Regions from separate parts of the Zea mays genome. Here region 1 is linked to region 2. Evidence: chromatin contacts called from public Hi-C data. All regions are on one chromosome and are shown on one strand. Each heading gives the region's core, a stretch centred on a gene start, on an enhancer-like site or on the middle of the called end of the contact. The rest is flanking DNA. Distances are from core to core; before and after follow the strand shown. Region 1 holds the start of LOC100193292. Region 2 holds the start of LOC542454 (60S acidic ribosomal protein P0).

Region 1 (5,514 bases), core at 1,970-4,469, 420 kb before region 2:
TGCACAGCCTCACGTCCTGAAAACGACGGCCAGGGATGTTAGCAACAACACGACGCTACTGGATACTTGATATATAGTAATTACCATTGATGTCGTAAACCACATCGTATCCATTGGCAGCCAAGCTTGTCTTCACGAATTCGAAGTCCTGCCTGTCACCTTTCAAGTGCAGAACCTGTACATATATATATGTAAAAAAAAACATCCAAAAGCCATATATGACAGCATTAAGATCGATGAAGCAGTGATTTAGTACGCAAATCCTTTTTACCATGAAATAGAGGATAGATAGGGGATCTGCTGAAGATAGCCTAACGCAAAGACATATGCTACCTTTGTGTTCGTCTACTATTGTGTTAGCATCTACCTCTCACCAATGTCGGCACTCAGGAACGAAGAGAAGAGAAAAAGAGAACCGAAAGAAGATAACAGAGGCTTGGGCAATAACAAGATGTTATTCTTTTCCATCATATAGTCTCTCTCTCTCTCACCACACACCACACTATTTATTTTCCTCTTACGTGGAGTATGGATGCCTCCAGCCCATTCAGGCGCGGGTCCAAACACATTTGCATTGCCTCTTCTAGGCATATATATTCGACTCACGCAGCCCACCATTTCCTGTAGCCCCGATCTAGCACTCTTGTTGTTGTCATCAAACATTAGAAAAATCAACTTAGGAAGACCAATGTTCTAAAATCCATTATTAATCGGCTATTAATCGCTATCAATAGACATCCAATATGATAAATAGATAATCGACTAAGTAATCGGCCAACCAGATTAATCTGTCATTGACCCAATTAATTGGTCGTTGACCCATCCCAATCAAACAAAGAATCCCACTAGAAGTCTAGCACAATGGCCTAGCAAGATATATAGTAGACACCTCTAATTCTTCTTGTGAAAGAATCTAGAGCACCTTTGATATGGTAACTCACTTTGTCAACTGTCGTGTTGTCGTTAAATAGACTAAAAATAGCCTTGTCTATTCTAAATTGTTTGGCTGATTTGATTTACAATGTAGGTGAATACCAAGAAAAGAAACAAGCTTAGATGCACAATGCACAATTGATCTTGTCTTCGTTCAATTCAATGCAAAATTTGCTTAGCAAAAAAGATAGAAGCAAGACAAAATGTTGATGTACTTCTATCTAATGTTGCTTGTAATGCTCAAGACTGGCTGGTTGAAGGATGTGCCAATATTGATGAAGGAAATTAAAAAAATGAAGCTATGCAACTTCGTAGAAGTTCAAGAGTTAGAGAACTTCATGAAGATGATTTTAAGTCTGATAGTGAATGTGAAGACATCAAAATAAAGAATGGGGATTTTGAGTTTGAGTCAGACCACGATAAAGTGCTTCCAACAGAGATTATGAGCAAGATGACAAAGATCGATAATGGCTAGGTGACTCTATTTTATATCTTAGTTTTTAAGATGCACATTGGCACTACCATTTGACCGAGTAGTGCCTACTTATTAATTTTTATTAATCCCTGATAAATGATTATTCGCTCATGTCTAGCTTATCGATTAAATTCCGATGTTCGATATCTTGAACCTCGAGTAAGACAACCCCAGACCGCCCCACCGAACCTCCAACAGACGATGGATCCCCGCGCTGAGTCGACAACGCTGGCGATCAAAACTCCAAAACAGGTAAAACAATAGGGCGAGGTATGGGAGGACACATACCCTTGACCGAAGGATGAAGAAGGGTGGTGACTGACCTAAATCCATCCTCCTGATGCACAAGTCGACACAGCGCCCATGGGGCGAATTTGTTGGAGATCCAACAGGTGGGCGCTCGACAGCCGTAGGAGAGAGGAAGCGAGAACTCCCGCCATCGATGACTGCTTGTCAACCACCACGCGCTCCTAATGCTTCGAGATCATAAACCATATCTTCCATGCTCATATGTCAATCATCGAGCAGCACACCAGTTGCCTTCTCTAAGGCATTGACAAGCCCTTCCTGACCCGATGTGAACTTTGAAAAGGCAGTATCCCAACGAGATTCCTGCTTGGACACATGACGGTCCCATTTGGCGTCATGGTCAACGCAACGTCGAGAAATCTCATCCAATATGATCTGAGTATTTGGATTCATGAGGACTTATTGGCAATGAAGACAAGTAAAATGGTGGTGAACAACGGTCAGATCCAGCGTGAGACAGGGAGCACCCAAGAAAGCCGAGAATCGACGAATCCGATACCACTTGTTAGCGTCTACCTCTCACCATCGTCGGCAGTAGGGAAGAAGAAGAGAAACAGAAGATAACATAGGCTTGAAGAATAAGATGTTATTCTGTTCCATCACAGTCCTCTCTCTCACCACACTCCAGGCTATTTGTGTTCTTCTTACATGGACGCTTCCAGCCCATTCACCCAAGCCAGGCCAAATGGCATCCTCTTCTTGGCCTATTCGACTAATGCAGAGCCACCAACATAATGGGCTTTATCCTGCTACTGGGTACATGCAAGCAAAACAACAAAGGAACAGAAACCGACACACCTTGGAGGAGAAGTCTGCGTACTCCGCGTCGGACTCCCCTGGCAGCTGCTGAGTTATGGGTGCCTTTCCCCTGGTGAACAATGTGACCTGAGGTTGACGATTTTCGTTTTAAATTTTCTTTGAAAAACAACAACCTGGTGGCTCTGAACGGCCGGTGATTGCAGAGCAAAGGGGGTGATGGCAGACTACTGACCTGGTGGCCCTCCTTGACAAGGAGCCTGGACAGGAAGACCCCGATGAACCTAGTCCCCCCCATGACCAGAATGTTCTTGGAGTCCGCAGCCGCTGAGACCTGCACCCTCGCCCCCCGTGATCTCCTCTTCTGCCAAATCAAATTCCATGGTGGCGCTGATTGATTTGGTGAATAAATGCGTTATGTTCTGGTGATTTGCTATGCCCGCTACTGCTAGTGAGAGAAGTTCTGCAGTGCTTTTTCGCGGCGATGCAACTATAGTTCTAGACATTTGCTGCTAAAGACAGGGAGTTAACGTCCAATCCAAAGATTATTACGTATTTAATTCTAAATGCTTAGGGTGGGAGGCTTCCAATCTTGCTTTCCGTGCTGCGTAGTTACCTGCGTTGAGATGGAGACGGCTGCGGCTGCGCCACTGAAGTCGGAGATGGTAGACGGGAGGAGAAGGCTGCTCTTCAGGGACGATGTGGCCGCCATGCCTCTCTTGTGGGTGGGACCCTGTGTACTACCAATGGATGGCTGTATCCTCTAGTTGCGCTTCAGTCTGTGCTAATGGAACATACAAACAAAGACGACGAGAAATGAGAGGTGCCTCCGACTGGGATGCTTTTGGCATGTGTGGCGGGGGGCGCCAGCCCTATCCTTCCTTGGATGCTCTCCTCTCGGTCTTTCGTTTAACGGAGCCATTCCAATCATCAGCTTTTAGAGCTATCTGTTGACACCTTTTCGGGCGCCAATCACTATAACGAGAACCAGCAGCTGTGCCCTCTGCACAGGCGCAGACGGTCCGCCGCTAGGAACATAAAAACAGAACATAACTTTTGGACTTGTTTTATATGAATTAAACAAGTTCTAGCATTCATTTTTACATTAAAAATCATTTTCTAATTACTTTTACTGGATTTTCTATTTCCTAGACCGGGCGCATAAAAACAGAGAAGCCCGGGGGTTTCTGCGCAAGAATTCCCAAGACTCAGTGAACAGCTGCATAGGACGGCGGGTTAGTTTCCAGAAAGTCCGAGGTTTCTTAAGCAAAATGTCCCTGTGAAAGGGGATACCACGGATCTAGACCGTCAGATCTATTTTCAACGGCCCTGATTAAATCTACATTCCTCGCGAACCGGTGCGCGCTCGCAACCGTTGGATCCACGATCTAAGGTTCAGGTTCCAATTACGCGTGATCTAATATGAGGCGTACGATCTAGCACCAACAACCAGGATCTAATCCTACGCGAAGAGGTATGTTCTTCTAATCTTAACCCTCCGCAGAGGATCGGACGACGCTGGTTTCGTCTTCTCCCCTGGACAACCCACCCCAACGGCGCCGTCACTCCCACCCGGCAAACTTCGCCGGAGTATCACCGATCTACCCTGCCAGTGAGTAATTCGCGCCCGAAATTTCGCAGAACCAAATTCGCCCCTAGCCGAGCTGACTGGCGCGAGTTTTATCCTGGATTGTGGTCGCGGTGACACGGTCCGCCACGATTCGTGGCTATGGTATAGCCATGGCGGTGTCTAGCTGTGCGGCTCACCGGAAGTCTAAATTCTACACGGTCATGAACTAGGGAGCGCGGGGCGGACACGAGCAAGGTATGGATTGCTTACCGAATTCGCGTCGAGCTGGATGCCGGTTTCTGCACGGGATGGCAAAGAAGAACGACGACGGTGAGAAATCAACAGTCCGCCACAGGTGCTCCTTGCCAATAGATGGTTCCTACACGTGTGGCGGGGTCGCCCGGAGCAGCAGGCCTATTCGTCGAGGCCGATAATCCAACCGAGGGCCGATTCAACGGTGGCGGCGCTACTCCGAGCTTGCGGCGGAATCTCCTTCTCCCAGGACCGGGTTTTCTCTAGCGCCGGAGTGGTTGAGGGTTAGGTTCGGCGCACGGCGCGGGTTGCCCCGGGCCTAAATACCCGAGGCGAAGCCGCAACGGCGTCGCCGAGATTGAAGGCACGACGAGGTCGGTCATGCGGGTTTTGCGCGAGGTGGGTGTGACCGCGCATGGAGGCAGATGACTAGGGGCCCCACACGTCAGTGAGTGCCAACCAGGCGTAGTGCGAAACGTGTGGACTAACGAGTGGACCCCACGGCCGGAGGCGAGCTTCAAGATTTCGACCTCCTTTGGTTTGAGAGAAAATTTCCTGTATTTTTATGTGAAAATGAATTGATTCTTGTAAAATTCCTGTAAGATTCCTACGTTCTAAAGGAGGCCTTCGAGTTTGAGATCATCCACCATGAGAACCTCGGGTCACCACAGATGATATCCATGGCAGCGGACTCTAAGGTTTGGTGGACAGGAAAATAGAGGATCCATGGGGATGAATACTCTCGCTATTCAAAAACGAATCACGAGAGGATTCCTTGCCCATGGATCCCCTTCATTTTTATGTCCACCAAACTATGTGTTGATATACTCGATGCAGACGACCTCAAGATTGTTTGTAGTATATAATTAGTATCCTTAGATAGGTTATTGAATCTATTTATTATATATAATTTATACTTATCTTTTTTTGACAAGTACAAATACTATAGCGCCAGTTGTCTAAGGATGAAGGGAATATGTATAAAGCCTACAGCTAAAGCACAAACTGTCAACCAGACCAATCTCGATCAGCTGACTGGTTCTTTCTAAAATGGTGTAAAGGTTGTGAGGAAAGAACAAAAGAATATTTCCAAAGCGCTGGCTGATTTATATTTGACGCGGTGGCGCCACCGTTTCATACTTATCATGCACGCAAATGTCTTACGAAACACGATTCTCTATGTGCAACGTCCACATCATAGGATGATATAAAATATTCG
Region 2 (5,365 bases), core at 1,165-3,664:
TCGGGAGACATTAGTGTATATCTAGGATCACCACATATTAATTGAACTTGCGTAGGGTTAAGAAAAACGAGTGATCTAAGAATAACCTTGACCATTACATGGTCATCCCATTTCTTACTCCCGAGGTTGCACACTTGGTTCACCAAGGTCTTGAGCCGGTTGTACATTTCTTGTGGCTCCTCCCCTTGGCAAAGCCGGAAGCGACCGAGCTCCCCCTCGATCGTCTCCCGCTTGGTGATCTTGGTCACCTCGTCTCCTTCGTGCGCGGTCTTGAGCACGTCCCAAATCTCCTTGGCGCTCTTTAACCCTTGCACCTTGTTATACTCCTCTCGACTTAGAGAGGCGAGGAGTATAGTGGTGGCTTGAGAGTTGAAGTGTCAGATTTGGGCGACCTCGTCCGAATCATAGTCTTCATCCCCCGGTGATGGTACCTGTACTCCAATCTCAACAACATCCCAAATGCTTGTGTGGAGTGAGGTTAGATGATGTCTCATTTTATCACTCCACATATTATAATCTTCACCATCAAACATAGGTGGTTTGCCTAATGGGACGGAAAGTAATGGAGTACGTTTGGAAATGCGAGGGTAGCATAAGGGGATCTTACTAAACTTCTTGCGCTCACGGCGCTTAGAAGTTACGGATGGCGTGTCGGAGCCGGAGGTGGATGGCGACGAAGAGTCAGACTCGTAGTAGACCACCTTCCTTATCTTCTTTTTCTTGTCACCGCTCCGATGCGACTTGTTGTGTGAAGGGGATCCCTTCACTTTGTTGGCGGACTCCCCGGATGGAGCCTTCCCATGGCTTGTGGCGGACTTCTCGCCGGTCCCGATCTCCCTCTTGGCGGATGCTCCCGACATCACTTTGAGCGGTTAGGCTCTAATGAAGCACCGGGCTCTGATACCAATTGAAAGTCGCCTAGAGGGGAGGTGAATAGGGCGAATCTGAAATTTATAAACTTAAGCACAACTACAAGCCAGGTTAGCGTTAGAAATATAAACGAGTCCGAGAGAGGGGGCGAAAAACAAATCCCAAGCAAATAAAGAGTATGACACAAGGATTTGTTTTACCGAGGTTCGGTTCTTGCAAACCTACTCCCCGTTGAGGTGGTCACAAAGACCGGGTCTCTTTCAACCCTTTCCCTCTCTCAAACAGTCACTTAGACCAAGTGAGCTTCTCTTCTCAATCAAATGGAACACAAAGTTCCCGCAAGGACCACCACATAATTGGTGTCTCTTGCCTCGGTTACAATTGAGTTGATCACACGAAAGAATGAGAAAGAAAAGAAGCAATCCAAGCGCAAGAGCTCAAATGAACACAAATGTCGCTCTATCTAGTCACTATTTGATTTGGAGTGATTCCGGACTTGGGAGAGGATTTGATCTCTTTGGTTGTGTCTAGAATTGAATGCTATAGCTCTTGTAATGTGTTGGAAGGTGGAAAACTTGGATGCAATGAATGGTGGGGTGGTTGGGGTATTTATAGCTCCAACCACCAAAAGTGGTCGTTGGAAGATTGTCTGTCGCATGGCGCACCGGACAGTCCAGTGCGCCAGCCACGTCAGCAGGCCGTTAGGGTTCGACCGTTGGAGCTCTGACTGGTGGGGCCTCTGGGCTGTCCGGTGGTGCACCGGACAGGTCCTGTGGACTGTCCGGTGCGCCAACTGCGCGTGCTCTGACTCTGGCGCGCACTGTAGCGCATTGAATGCGGTTGCAGTCGACCGTTGGCGCGAAGTAGCCATTGCTCCGCTGGCACACCGGACAGTCCGGTGAATTATAGCGGAGCGGCCTCCCATTTTCCCGAAGGTGGCAAGTTCAGCTTCGAGTTCCCTGGTGCACCGAACACAGTCCGGTGGTGCACCGGACAGTCCGGTGGTGCACCGGACAGTCCGGTGGTGCACCGGACAGTCCGGTGGTGCACCGGACAGTCCGGTGCGCCAGACCAGGGTGCCTTTGGGATGTCTTTAGCTCTCTTTATTTGAACTCATCTTTGGTCTTTTTATTGGCTTGTTGTGAACCTTTGGCACCTGTAAAACTTATAGACTAGAGCAAACTAGTTAGTCCAATTATTTGTGTTGGACAATTTAACCACCAAAATCAATCTAGGAAAAGGTGTAAGCCTATTTCCCTTTCACCCTACCACCTGCACCGTTTTTTAACATTTTACGCGGATGATTGTTGAAACTGGTGCTTTAAGTATAAAAAAAAATAAAAAAGTAGAGAGTAGAGATGTAGTGGACTCATGCTTGGGCTTCTATGCAAAAGATGCTGCCCCGGTTTACGACTACAGGAGCCCAACAAACAGGCAGGCCCATCTTGGCCGGCATGGAAGGAGGAAACCCTAGCGCTCCTGCTCCCTCCAACACTATAAAAACCACGGCCGCAGCCGTTTATCAGCTAGGTTAAAGCGACGCCGCCGCCGCAAGCCGTCCGCCTTGCCCTTCACGAAGGCTTGGTCCTCCTCCTTGTATCTCCACTCCCCCCTTCACAGATCCGTTCCTCCAGCTAGGGTTAGCGTTCCTCTGCAGCGATGGCGATCAAGCGGACTAAGGCGGAGAAGAAGATCGCGTACGACAAGAAGCTGTGCAGCCTGCTCGATGAGTACACCAAGGTGCTCATCGCCCTGGCCGACAACGTCGGTTCCAAGCAGCTCCAGGACATCCGCCGGGGCCTCAGGGGCGACTCGGTGGTGCTCATGGGGAAGAACACGCTCATCAGGCGTTGCATCAAGGTGTACGCCGAGAAGACCGGTAACCACACCTTTGACCCGCTCATGGACCTCCTGGTCGGCAACGTAGGCCTCATCTTCACCAAGGGAGACCTCAAGGAGGTGCGCGAGGAGGTCGCCAAGTACAAGGTGAATAACTGTAGTTTTTTCCGGCACCTGTTGTTTGCTGTTACCTGTTAATGCGAACATCACTTGCTCGGAGTAGCAATTCGATGGCTCACGGCACAAAATTTATTTTTTATGCAAATTGTGTCGTACGTGTCCCGTACTCTTGGAGAGATGTCACGTATAGTAGATTTAAATTCACATCGAGTTGCCTGGATATAGCTCTGTGCAACTCGGGTCCGTGACCTGGATATAGTCGTTCTGTTATGCTATTGTCCTGCACTAAATACTTGCAGATTGTTTTGTTAGGGCCATGTTTGTATACACATGTCTAATTACTAGTTAGTGCTAAAAATTAGCCAAACTTAGCTATAGTTAGCTAGCTAGTACTCTAGCAACTAGTTGAAGACTTCGCAAAAGAAATAGCCTACCAATTAGCTCCCCTGTTTGGATGCACCAGAGCTAAATTTGTCTATTTTTAGATAGGTAGCAATTAGTTCATGCACCCAAACATGCTCTTTGTATGTATTGAGGATTCTATATTCATAGCATTGTTTCACATTCAGTTGGTAGCTTAGCTGTAAAAGTTTGTTACTGTATTGTGATATCGCTTATTGCACTTGTGAGACTAAATTTAAATTCACGTCTATGTATATATCGCTTTAAGAATGTCTGGGCTTAGTTTCATGATTAAACATCTCTGATAATAGCATAACAAGTCAGTTTTTCATGCACCATATCTGTCCTATGTTGATAGCCATAATGTGGAAGCATATGTGTTGTAACACTTTTTGATGTTGTTTATCATTGTTGTTTCTGTTACACATACACTACCAATGTCAAGCTATTATTCATTATTAATAATAATGACAATTTGATGTGTTTTTGCTACAGGTGGGGGCTCCTGCTCGTGTTGGTCTGGTTGCTCCAGTTGATGTTGTTGTGCCCCCTGGCAACACTGGGCTGGATCCGTCCCAGACCTCTTTCTTCCAGGTGACCTTGGAAGCAACACCTCTGTGATACAGCTAAAATGCAAGCACACAAAGGCGCTTTTCTCATTTGTCATTTGTTCCAGGTGCTTAACATCCCCACCAAGATTAACAAGGGTACCGTGGAAATTATCACCCCTGTGGAGCTGATCAAGAAGGGTGAAAAGGTGGGCTCGTCCGAGTCTGCCCTGCTCGCCAAGCTGGGTATCCGCCCCTTCTCGTACGGCCTCCAGGTCACCAGTGTCTACGAGGATGGGTCCGTGTTCAGCCCTGAGGTGCTTGACCTTTCCGAGGAGGACCTGATTGAGAAGTTTGCCACTGGTGTCTCCATGGTTGCCTCCCTGTCACTGGCGATCTCGTACCCGACCCTTGCTGCTGTGCCCCACATGTTCATCAATGGGTACAAGAATGTGCTTGCTGTTGCTGTCGAGACAGACTACTCGTACCCACATGCTGACAAGATCAAGGAGTACCTCAAGGTAAAACTTGTTTTCTCGGGCTATGGTAGTTGTTAAGCAACTCAAGGCCTTGTATAATTCTGGTTTAATTTGATTACAGTCCATATCTATGAACGTGTCTTGTTGGCATTTAAACTACCATGCATACCTATGCTTCTTTGTCCATATCATATGTACTGTATCATCAGATCACGATGTAGCTAGTTTATGTCTTGGAACCATGTGTTTTGAGGTATTCTAATTTCTGTGTTTGGTTTTGCAGGACCCAAGCAAGTTTGCTGTTGCCGCCCCGGTTGCTGCTGGGGACTCTGGCGCTGCAGCTGCTCCCAAGGAAGAAGAGAAGGCTGCGGAGCCTGAAGAGGAGTCGGACGAGGAAATGGGCTTCAGCCTCTTCGACGACTAGAGCTGCTGTTTTCGTCAAACTGCTGCAAGTTTTGGCTTTTTTTTTTATCATCTACAAGTACTGTTTCCTATATTTTTTAGCAGACAAATTATCGTGTGTAATCGACAATGATATCTCCTTAAATTTTAAGTACCTGTGTTGTGTCACTCGGGTTGATGCTGTTTACCTAACAAATCCGTTTGGATTTTTTTTGCGTAAAAGATTGGTTAGTCTCCGAACTAGAGTTCAGCACATCTTTCATCTTTCGGCGAAAGATGAAAGTGTCATGAAACTTAACGTTGCCCAGAAGCTTGGCCCAAGTTAAAATCACATTGTCCGAAATTCTAAATGATTGATGCACTTGAAATTCGAAGAAATATGCTGCACACACAGCAAGTCGGGTCTGTAGGCAGAACCGCCAACAGTCAGCACCTGCTTAATCAAATATAAATAGCATCGTCTCACTTTTTTTCCCAACTAGTGTGTGATCTGTGTGTGAGTGTGAGATTGGTTCAAATTCCTATTTGAATTTTAGCCTTTTTTTACTATTTAAACATGGGAGCAGGCTACCCATTAGTAGGTGGTACCGTGGTAGTCAGCGGTCAGCACAGCCTTCCCTAACTATCTCGTCAATCGTCAGCTGCACTGCAATCTGTGGTCGCAACGCAACGTCCCCCGTCGTGGCCGCGTGCTATCTTCCTCCT

The links. A called contact is a pair of places that touch in the nucleus more often than the background predicts.
Region 1: a Hi-C map of leaf shows a contact between it and region 2, with 10 times the contacts expected there. The contact joins the promoter of LOC100193292 here to the promoter of LOC542454 in region 2. A contact is called at or near these places in 3 of 25 Hi-C or Micro-C datasets (all in leaf).

Annotation. Positions count from the first base shown.
Region 1 is chr6:15,225,623-15,231,136 of Zm-B73-REFERENCE-NAM-5.0, reverse strand. It overlaps LOC100193292, which reads right to left and starts at 3,219. Exons shown (of 9, transcript NM_001138433.1): 1 at 3,090-3,219; 2 at 2,709-2,837; 3 at 2,516-2,602; 4 at 85-175; 5 at 1-16. The coding sequence starts at 3,185.
Region 2 is chr6:14,803,456-14,808,820 of Zm-B73-REFERENCE-NAM-5.0, reverse strand. It overlaps LOC542454 (60S acidic ribosomal protein P0), which reads left to right and starts at 2,414. Exons shown (of 4, transcript NM_001371630.1): 1 at 2,414-2,856; 2 at 3,727-3,825; 3 at 3,908-4,300; 4 at 4,542-4,828. The coding sequence starts at 2,530. The coding sequence ends at 4,682. It overlaps LOC100275595 (putative AMP-dependent synthetase and ligase superfamily protein), which reads left to right and starts at 5,316. Exons shown (of 10, transcript NM_001149645.2): 1 at 5,316-5,365.